Regions from separate parts of the Mus musculus genome. Here all the other regions are linked to region 3. The links are chromatin contacts, called in public Hi-C and targeted proximity ligation maps. All regions are on one chromosome and are shown on one strand. The core of a region is the stretch at or near the end of the contact, and the rest is flanking DNA. Distances in the headings are between cores, read along the strand shown. Region 1 overlaps Trpm3 (transient receptor potential cation channel, subfamily M, member 3). Region 2 overlaps Trpm3 (transient receptor potential cation channel, subfamily M, member 3). Region 3 has its middle 94 kb from the start of Trpm3.

What was found. A called contact is a pair of places that touch in the nucleus more often than the background predicts.
Region 1: a contact with region 3 is called in a Hi-C map of cerebral cortex, with 4 times the contacts expected there. A contact is called at or near these places in 45 of 484 Hi-C or Micro-C datasets (the C2C12 cell line, the G1E-ER4 cell line, LSK cells and 26 more) and 10 of 130 datasets of targeted methods (embryonic basal ganglia, embryonic forebrain, embryonic hindbrain and 6 more).
Region 2: a contact with region 3 is called in a targeted proximity ligation map of forebrain, with 7 times the contacts expected there. A contact is called at or near these places in 3 of 484 Hi-C or Micro-C datasets (the G1E-ER4 cell line, embryonic stem cells and hippocampal excitatory neurons) and 8 of 130 datasets of targeted methods (VIP interneurons, embryonic basal ganglia, embryonic hindbrain and 5 more).

What each region holds. Positions count from the first base shown.
Region 1 is chr19:22,883,072-22,885,851 of GRCm38.p6, forward strand. It overlaps Trpm3 (transient receptor potential cation channel, subfamily M, member 3), which reads left to right. Exons shown (of 26, transcript NM_001362491.1): 10 at 813-913; 11 at 2,277-2,411. Among named protein-coding and RNA genes, the nearest start is that of Gm52388, 42 kb to the right of the region's middle.
Region 2 is chr19:22,903,876-22,906,575 of GRCm38.p6, forward strand. It overlaps Trpm3 (transient receptor potential cation channel, subfamily M, member 3), which reads left to right. Exons shown (of 26, transcript NM_001362491.1): 18 at 760-927. Among named protein-coding and RNA genes, the nearest start is that of Gm52388, 22 kb to the right of the region's middle.
Region 3 is chr19:22,352,785-22,355,484 of GRCm38.p6, forward strand. It overlaps a transcript of Trpm3 not described here. Among named protein-coding and RNA genes, the nearest start is that of Trpm3, 94 kb to the right of the region's middle.

The DNA.
Region 1 (2,780 bases), core at 115-2,614, 530 kb after region 3:
GGTCTCTTATTCCATACGCCAAGGGTATCAATGGGGGAAAAAACCTGTTGGCATGTGAACTCACATATATGATTCCATTTTGGTCGCAGGGCATCTCTATTAAATAAGATAGGATAATTTTTATTGTTTTCATTTTCTAGCTGGCAGAACAGTGGCTTAGAGAGGTCCTATCTCACCCAACCACAAGATGGACAGCAGAGGATGCAAGATATTCCCACTACCTTCTAGGCTGTACCTGTTCTCAGCCACACAGGCAGCTGCTGAGGGGCCGCATGTGTGGACAACATGCCTATCACAGCAGAACCTTCTGTAGAGACAGAAATGTTATGTGTGCTTCTAGTCACACGTGGCTACTGGGTATTGAAATGCAATCGATGTCGGGCATGGCGACACTCACCTGCTATTCCAACATCGAGGAAGCCAAGCCAGGAATGAGTGCCCCATCCTGTCTTTAAAATAAACAGTAGATAGATGGATGGATGGATGGATAGATAGATAGATAGATAGATAGATAGATAGATAGATAGAAGATAGATCTACAGTGCACAGGAAAACAGACCGTGGCAAAGAAGGATCCCCCTGCGCGCGCGCACAGACACACACACAAAATGTCATTAGTGGAATGGAGTCACACGGCTTGGTTGTGGAGAAGAGGAATCGATGAAGAAGTGACTGGAAGGGTCTTCGTGGCATAACTAACTACTGTGTTTCTCTTGTCTTTTTTTGTTTGTTTGTTTGTTTTTGTTTTGTTTTGTTTTGTTTTGTTTTGTTTTGTTTTGTTTTGTTTTGTTTTTCCGTCCCACTTTATACAGGTGCCAATGCATCCGCCCCAGACCAACTGAGCTTAGCTTTAGCCTGGAACAGAGTTGACATCGCTCGCAGCCAGATCTTTATTTACGGGCAGCAGTGGCCGGTAGAGTATACGTCGTAGTCGTTACCCTTGAAAAGCCACCATGCGCTTGACAAGGGTTTTTAACGGAACCTTTGAAAGTGGATCAGAAATTTGGGCGGGGTTGGGGCGGGGATGGAGGAATCTTCTTTTGCATAGCATAGCTGGGCAGCAGTCTCGTGTTTGGGAACATGCTGTCACCTAGTGGACGATATTGCTAAGCGCACCACTAAAGGTTCCCTGGCTCTTAGCAATTTTTGGACGCATAGCCTATCTTATTATTCAATCTTTAAAGATACAGTTATAAAAAAGTTAAAATTTAGAGGAGTGGAGGGAGGAAGGGAGGGAGGGGAGAGAGAGAGAGAGAGAGAGAGAGAGAGAGAGAGAGAGAGAGAGAGAGAGAGAGAGAGAGAGAGAGAGAGAGAGGATTCGCATGTTTCTGGTTGTCTTTTAGGCGAGCAGAAGGAGGAAGCTGCTGCCACCAAATGGCGGCACGTTCCTGCTGGTTTGCTAATGGGCCAGGCCTCTGTGTACAGGTACCATCTGGTCCTGGTGGTTGAGCGCAGGTCGACCTATCCCAGCACAAGTGAACCAAAGCTTTATATAACTGCCCGTGGCTTTTTTTTTTTCCCCCGTCATTTGGCTGTCAAAAATCATAACTTGGGAAATGGGCCATTGGGTGATGTGCGCACGCATCCACGGGTGGCAGCCCAGCATCAGCTTGGAAGTAAGACTCTCTGAACCTTCCATCCCCAGGAGCTCTGGCCACCACTGAGTACCTGTCCTTATAGAGTTCAAGGATTTCTAATCGGGGAGCGTATTTGTCAAGGAATCTGGACGTTGAAAAAAATGAGAGAACGTGAGAAGAATACAAATCACAGCCAGTCCAGTGCTCCAACCCAGAAAATACATTGTTCTTAAGTTATGTGACGCCAGTTTGCCTCCGGAGTGTCCGTTACTACACACCTGCACACCTGTCCAGGCCTGTTTGGCCCTCAGCTATGTTTTCCTGGGTTCCTATCCTCAAGTCAGCCGGGGCTCTCATTCAGAGCCTAGGAAAGAAGGAAAGGAAGGCAGGAAAGTGTCTAGTGCCACCTGTACAGGCACAGCAGAAAACTAGCCAGAGAATCCATCAGGAGGAAGACCTTGGATCCTGAGGCTCCAGAACAAGAAAGAGATTTAGGAGAGAAAGTAGCTTCTAGACCTGGAGTCCTTGACTTCTGTTTCCCAAGACCTGTGCCTCCAGGACCAGGGGTGCCACCTGGCATCGGAGCACTGGCTCTGTCTGGTTTATCTAGAGACTTGCAGATATCAAGCCTTCTGGGTGAGCCCGGAGGAACTGCGCTTCTCTGACGTGGGCAGGCTAAGTGAATATCTTGAATTGCAGGTAGGGTCCCTGGAGCAAGCCATGCTGGATGCCCTAGTCCTGGACAGAGTGGATTTTGTGAAATTACTCATAGAAAATGGAGTAAGCATGCACCGTTTTCTCACCATCTCCAGACTAGAGGAACTGTACAATACGGTAGGGCCAAGCTAAGATGCCTTTTCATTTCTCTTTCTCTTCTGTTTGTTTCCCTCATCCTGCCTGCCCATACCCCCATGCCTGTGATTCTCTTCCTGTCTCTCCTGTGATGCATGCGTCATTCCTCACTTGCATTCCCTTACACCTGGATAGACGACAGACACCGAGTCACCAAGAACTCACTTGTTCTAACTGCTCAGTTGTCAGCATCTTAGGCAAAAGGTGTCGTGATCACCATAGGGCGTTGTTCTCAGATTCTAACTCAAAACCACAAGCAGGTCTCTGTCAATTGGAACACACGCACTCTGTAAGCCCAGGGAGGTGTTGGTGACAAATAGTGCAAGGAGGGTTGGTTTAGCACCAACCATC
Region 2 (2,700 bases), core at 11-2,510, 550 kb after region 3:
AGGAGGCTCATCCTTGGGAGCCTTGTGCACTGGGACCGTTTTAGAATTGAGAGAAGATGAAGCAGTCACTGTTCTTTGATAATGGAGGAGAGAGTTCTGCCATGAGAAAGGTCTTCACAATGAGCGTCCCGACACTGAGATTCACATACAGTGTTTACACATGAAAGCAATGCAGTGCTGATCTTCCTGGGGCTTCTGTGCAAGAAGAACAACTACTCTTGATGAATACTGAGCTCTCTGGGGGTTGGGGGATTCTGCTGTATATTAGCTAATGCCAGCAGAATGTTGTACAGTAGATAAAATGACTCTCTGCATGTGCCTTCAAGGTCAATTTAGAAAGCGTTTCTTTATGGAGCTCATCAGCTAACATATCAACTCTACTTGATACATTCACAAATAAATGCCAGTACATGTGTATGAAGTGATTTTTTACAAAGCCAAGTGCTGTTTAATAACTAAACGGAAATCTTATGTTTTTCTACCTTGGATAAACTCCCTTTACTCAGTTTTCCCCAGGAAAGTAAGAATTAGTAGGTTAAGATTTATCATAGATGGGCCAAAAAATATATATCTTTTTATCATGTGTTTAAATTTCCAAATATCCACATCCCTATACCGTAAATACAACCCCTGTGCATGTGCATGTGTGTGCACAAACACACACACATAGGCCACATCCCAGCTTTCTGATTCTAAGCAAACACCCTAATCTTAATCCTTTAAATGTGATTATTATTATTATCATTATTATTACTTTAGGTAATTCTGGGAATTCTACTTCCTCCTTCAATTCTCAGCTTGGAGTTCAAGAACAAAGATGACATGCCCTATATGACTCAGGCCCAGGAGATTCATCTCCAAGAGAAGGAGCCGGAGGAGCCAGAGAAGCCCACAAAGGAAAAAGATGAAGAGGACATGGAGCTAACAGTAAGGAAACATTTATGCAGTTTTCCTCCCTGGGGAGGAAACTTTTGATATTGCTGGGGTTTAGTAATGCTTGAGAGCAGATAAGGGTTCTCCAGCCCCCTGCCAGGTCTAACCTTATAAGTGTTGAGACTACAATATCATGAGTCGCCTTTTGTGCACAAACAGCACTTCTCTAGGATCCAACTGTATGGAAAGTCTTTCTGCCAATGGTGCCGGAAAAAAAAAAAAAAAAAAAAAAAAACCAGAGCAATGAGATGCAAAGCCAGACAGCCTCAATTCTCCGGGCGAGCATCCGTTTGTAAACATGATGCCATGACTAGCAGTCTTAACACACAAGAATGAGAGGGAAGCCAGGCGCTGTGAGCAGCCAGCTTGGCTGAGCTGGCAACATTCTGCTGGTCAGAAGCGAAGCCCATATCTGTCTTCAGGGTCGAAGTCACAAAACCAGCGCTAATTGAATTTTGAGGTTTGTACGGAAAGCTTTTATTAGCTTCCCAGTACAATTATAGAACACGGATGCTTTGTTCTGCAGAGAGAACAAGACAGCTATGCATGAAACCACTTTCCACAGCCCCCACCAGAGTGACATGACTGGCACTGGCTTGTGCCCAAAGGCTAAAAATAGCCTGCGCTATTAAAGGGACACACAGGGCTTCGTAGCTTGGGAGAGCTGCATCAAACAGCAACTGTATAAGGACAGGTCTGAGGCACCTCAACCTCCCTCACTGCCCCTGGCTACAGGAGTAATGACCCAGAAGGAGCTGTAAGAGGGGAAGATGAAAATTGGTTTGGTTCAGGTGACAAAAAGACTTTGCATGAGTCTTCTCCCTGGAACAGCCATGAGACATGTTCCTCTTCCATATGCACAGCATTTCTTTCCAGAAAACTCCTTCCTAGGGATTTGGTAAGAGATGTGATCCTTCATTTACTGGATGAAAAGCCAATTTTTGTTTCAGCTCCCAGATCTCTGTAAAAATCTATGTAGTCATATGTAACAAAAAACAAAAACAAACAAACAAACAAACAAACAAACAAAAACATGCCCTGGCCTGCCCTGCAAATAATGGCAGCAGAGACTGCCTTCCCTGAAAATCATGTCATAATATTGATCTCTGAACTCCTCAGATGAGAAATGGTATTTTAATCATGGGTAGTATAGATACTGAATTCTTGCTGGCTGTTTCAGCAAATAGGTAAAGAGTCAGAATCCTGCCCCTTCACCTACTTGCTGTGTGACCTTGAACACAATTTCATCTCTTCAAGAGTGGGAGTATAGGTTTGTCTGCCTCCTGGGTGGTTATATGGCTTAAAGAGTAAACTACCTGGGCCATGATCATGATGTAAAATGGATGGATGGATGGATGGGTGGGTGGGTGGATGGATGGATGGATGGATGGATAGACGGATGGATGAATGGATACAGAGAGACAAACAGACATAGGTGGATACATAGATAGATAGATAGATAGATAGATAGATAGATAGATAGATAGATAGATAGATAGATAGATAGATAGAAAGAAAGGAAGAAAGAAAGAAAGAAAGAAAGAGAAAGATAATGGGTGAATGGGTGGATGAGTGGATAGCTAGACAGACAGACAGACAGACAGATGATAGAGAAACCACTTAGGCACATGGATGCAAACTTAGACTGACAACTAAACATTAATAAATGTTTGCTTATGGTGTTGAAACAGTGCTGTACACTCTATCCACCCCCTACTACTCATGGGAACACATCATGCCTGTCAAGTAAACATTTTTCTACCTCAC
Region 3 (2,700 bases), core at 182-2,681:
TTCTCTGTTCCATCTATCGGCTGTGTGAGCTCATATCACATATAGATACACTGTGACATTATGGTATGTGCTGCAAAAAACAAGTAATGGGTCTCATAATATAATTTAGGACTCAAGCACTAGCTTAGACTGTACCATGACAAACCACAGGGACGGTACAAAGAAGAAGTGGGCAGAGGGGGGAGGTCCTGATAGAATGATGGACAGGAAGGTCTTTGATGCGAGGTGATTTTTAAGAGAGTCAGAGTCATCTTGCAGTAGTACCTCAAACTATCTACAAAGAAAAGGGCCAGGGCCAGGGTCTTGCATGATGACCAGACTGTGACATTAAGGACAAAGATGTAGGCTGGAGTGGAGTGGGGATCAGGCAGCGTGGAATTACATTGGGCTTCACACAAGGGGCAAGATCACATACAGAAAAACATAGTTTGTGCTGAAACCTTATGCTTGCTATCATCTATCTATCTATCTATCTATCTATCTATCTATCTATCTATCTATCTATCTATCTATAGCTATATATAGATAGCTTTGAGGCAGTTGCTTATTTACTATTAGGGTTTGTTTGTTTTATTTTAGTTAGTTTGATTTTTTTGGGTGGGGGCAAGGTCTCATGTAGCTCAGGCTGGCTTCAAAATCCTTTTGTAGCCAAGGCTAGCCTTGGACCAGTCTTTCTGCCTCCACTTCCCAAGTGCCAGGATTACAACTATGCACTATTATGGCCAATTAGATGAGTATTTATGGAAAAATGTGGGGTATCTAAATAGGAGCCTGAATATTTGGTTTTACAGATCTCAGGATGGAAGACGCGTACTGTGAGGGAAAGTAGACTGCTATGCCTTGAAGTGTGCGTCCTTAAAACTCACACATTGAACACATTGCTTTTAGCATCCTGGAATGTGTCTATATAGGAGATGAAGTCTTACAAGAACAAAGCTAAAATGACATTAAGAGAAGCCCTAGTGTGTCAGGTTTTCTCATCGGGAGGAGGTTAAGACTCGGACAGGAATACAAGAACGACCTGGTGAAGGCAGGAAGAAAAGAAACACAGCAAGCAAAAGAGAGGCTGCAGAAGAAACTAACATTGCCAGCGCTTCATCTTGAATTTGTAGAGTTCAGAACCATGAAATCCTCGTGGGGTGGGGGTAAGGTCCGGGTCCTGTTGTCTAAGCGCTAAGCCTCCCCTGCCCCATTTTAGTGCTTTGTTCTAGCAGTCAGGGAAGAATATATGTGGGTATTTAGAATCTTCCAGTGTAGTATGCAGCACTAGCCTGACAGCTTTAGCAGTGGTTTGTGCATCTTGTTGCACCCCCACCCCACCACCCGCCGCTCTTATATGGCTCCCTCACACGCTGAATTGTATTCCTCTCTGTAACTGATTGGAAATGAGGTGACTGCCAAGGCTGAGTCACGTAAAACACTGTGGCATTGCCTTGTTTTGTCATGGCTCACTGCCTCTGAAGAAAGCCAGCTGCCCCACTGTAAGGACATTGTAGCCTCATATAGAGGTTCGAATGTTATAAAGAACGCAGACCGTGTCAGGTGGGCACGCTCATGAGCAACCTCTAAGTGCCCCAGCTCCGCAGGACCCTGGATCCATCCTCAGTACACACCTTGAGTGACACCCCGCCCAGTCATGCTGCCTAGTCTTCCTGACCTGTAGTAGGGATTGTGCGATAATAAGTATATATTGTAGCCGTAAACCACTCAGTCTGAGCTGGGGGCAGTTGGTGCCGTAGCAACCGATTAGTAATATAAAAAATTAAAGAGAAAAGGACAGCGGCAATGCAGCTACCTTCTTTCTGGTGAATCTAAAAGTGGGTCAGCGGGATTTCATTCAGCCCGAATTAAAGAAAAAGACGTTCGCTCCGCTGCAGAGAAATCTGCAGCCTGGGGTGATATTTTTAAAGGCCCAGCTAAATTTTTGTCTTTTAGAGTTTTTGAAACTTTGGCATTTTTCCCAAACTCTGTAAGAATTTCTGATGGTAACAACAACACCTACGATTCATTTAACAAAGATTTAAAGCACATTTTTTTCACATCGACTTCTGTGTTCAATTTAATTTGGAAGACTGCAGTTCTCTAGAGTTCCCTGGAATTTGTATAACTTTCTAAATTGATCAAAGCTCTTCCCTGTGGAAGGATGGATGCAAGTTTTTTTTTTTTTGATGTAGATGACACCTTTGAAAATTAAAACCTGAGTCCTTCCCACCCTAGTATGCCTTTTAATTTTGCATCAACTACCTATACCAAGAACTGAGTGGCTGACAGTATCTACATATATTTAAAACCACTGTTTCCTAGAAAATGAATATTTGATATTGAAACTTTAATTGTCAAATTGTATCCAGAGAGAAAAAGTGTGCTTTGGGCTATAAGTGAAGTTCATTTACAAAATGAACAGTGAAATTCAGTCTTTGGCAAAACATGGCCATTCTCCTGAATCTTAGTGGAAGGTCAGGAGGGACGGGGAAAGCTAGCCAACTGTCAGCAAGTTGCAGTCAGGGTAACAGACCCTGGTCTTCTGCTGCACAGAGGGTGACTGTAGGTGGAAATGGATAGATTAGACATTTCAAAAATCTGAAGAGGTTTTGTAGGTTTTACCATAAAAATCACAAATATTTAAAGCAATATTTAAAGTTTAACCTGATTTAGATATTGTGACATGTGTTCACACATCAAAATAATACACAATAATAC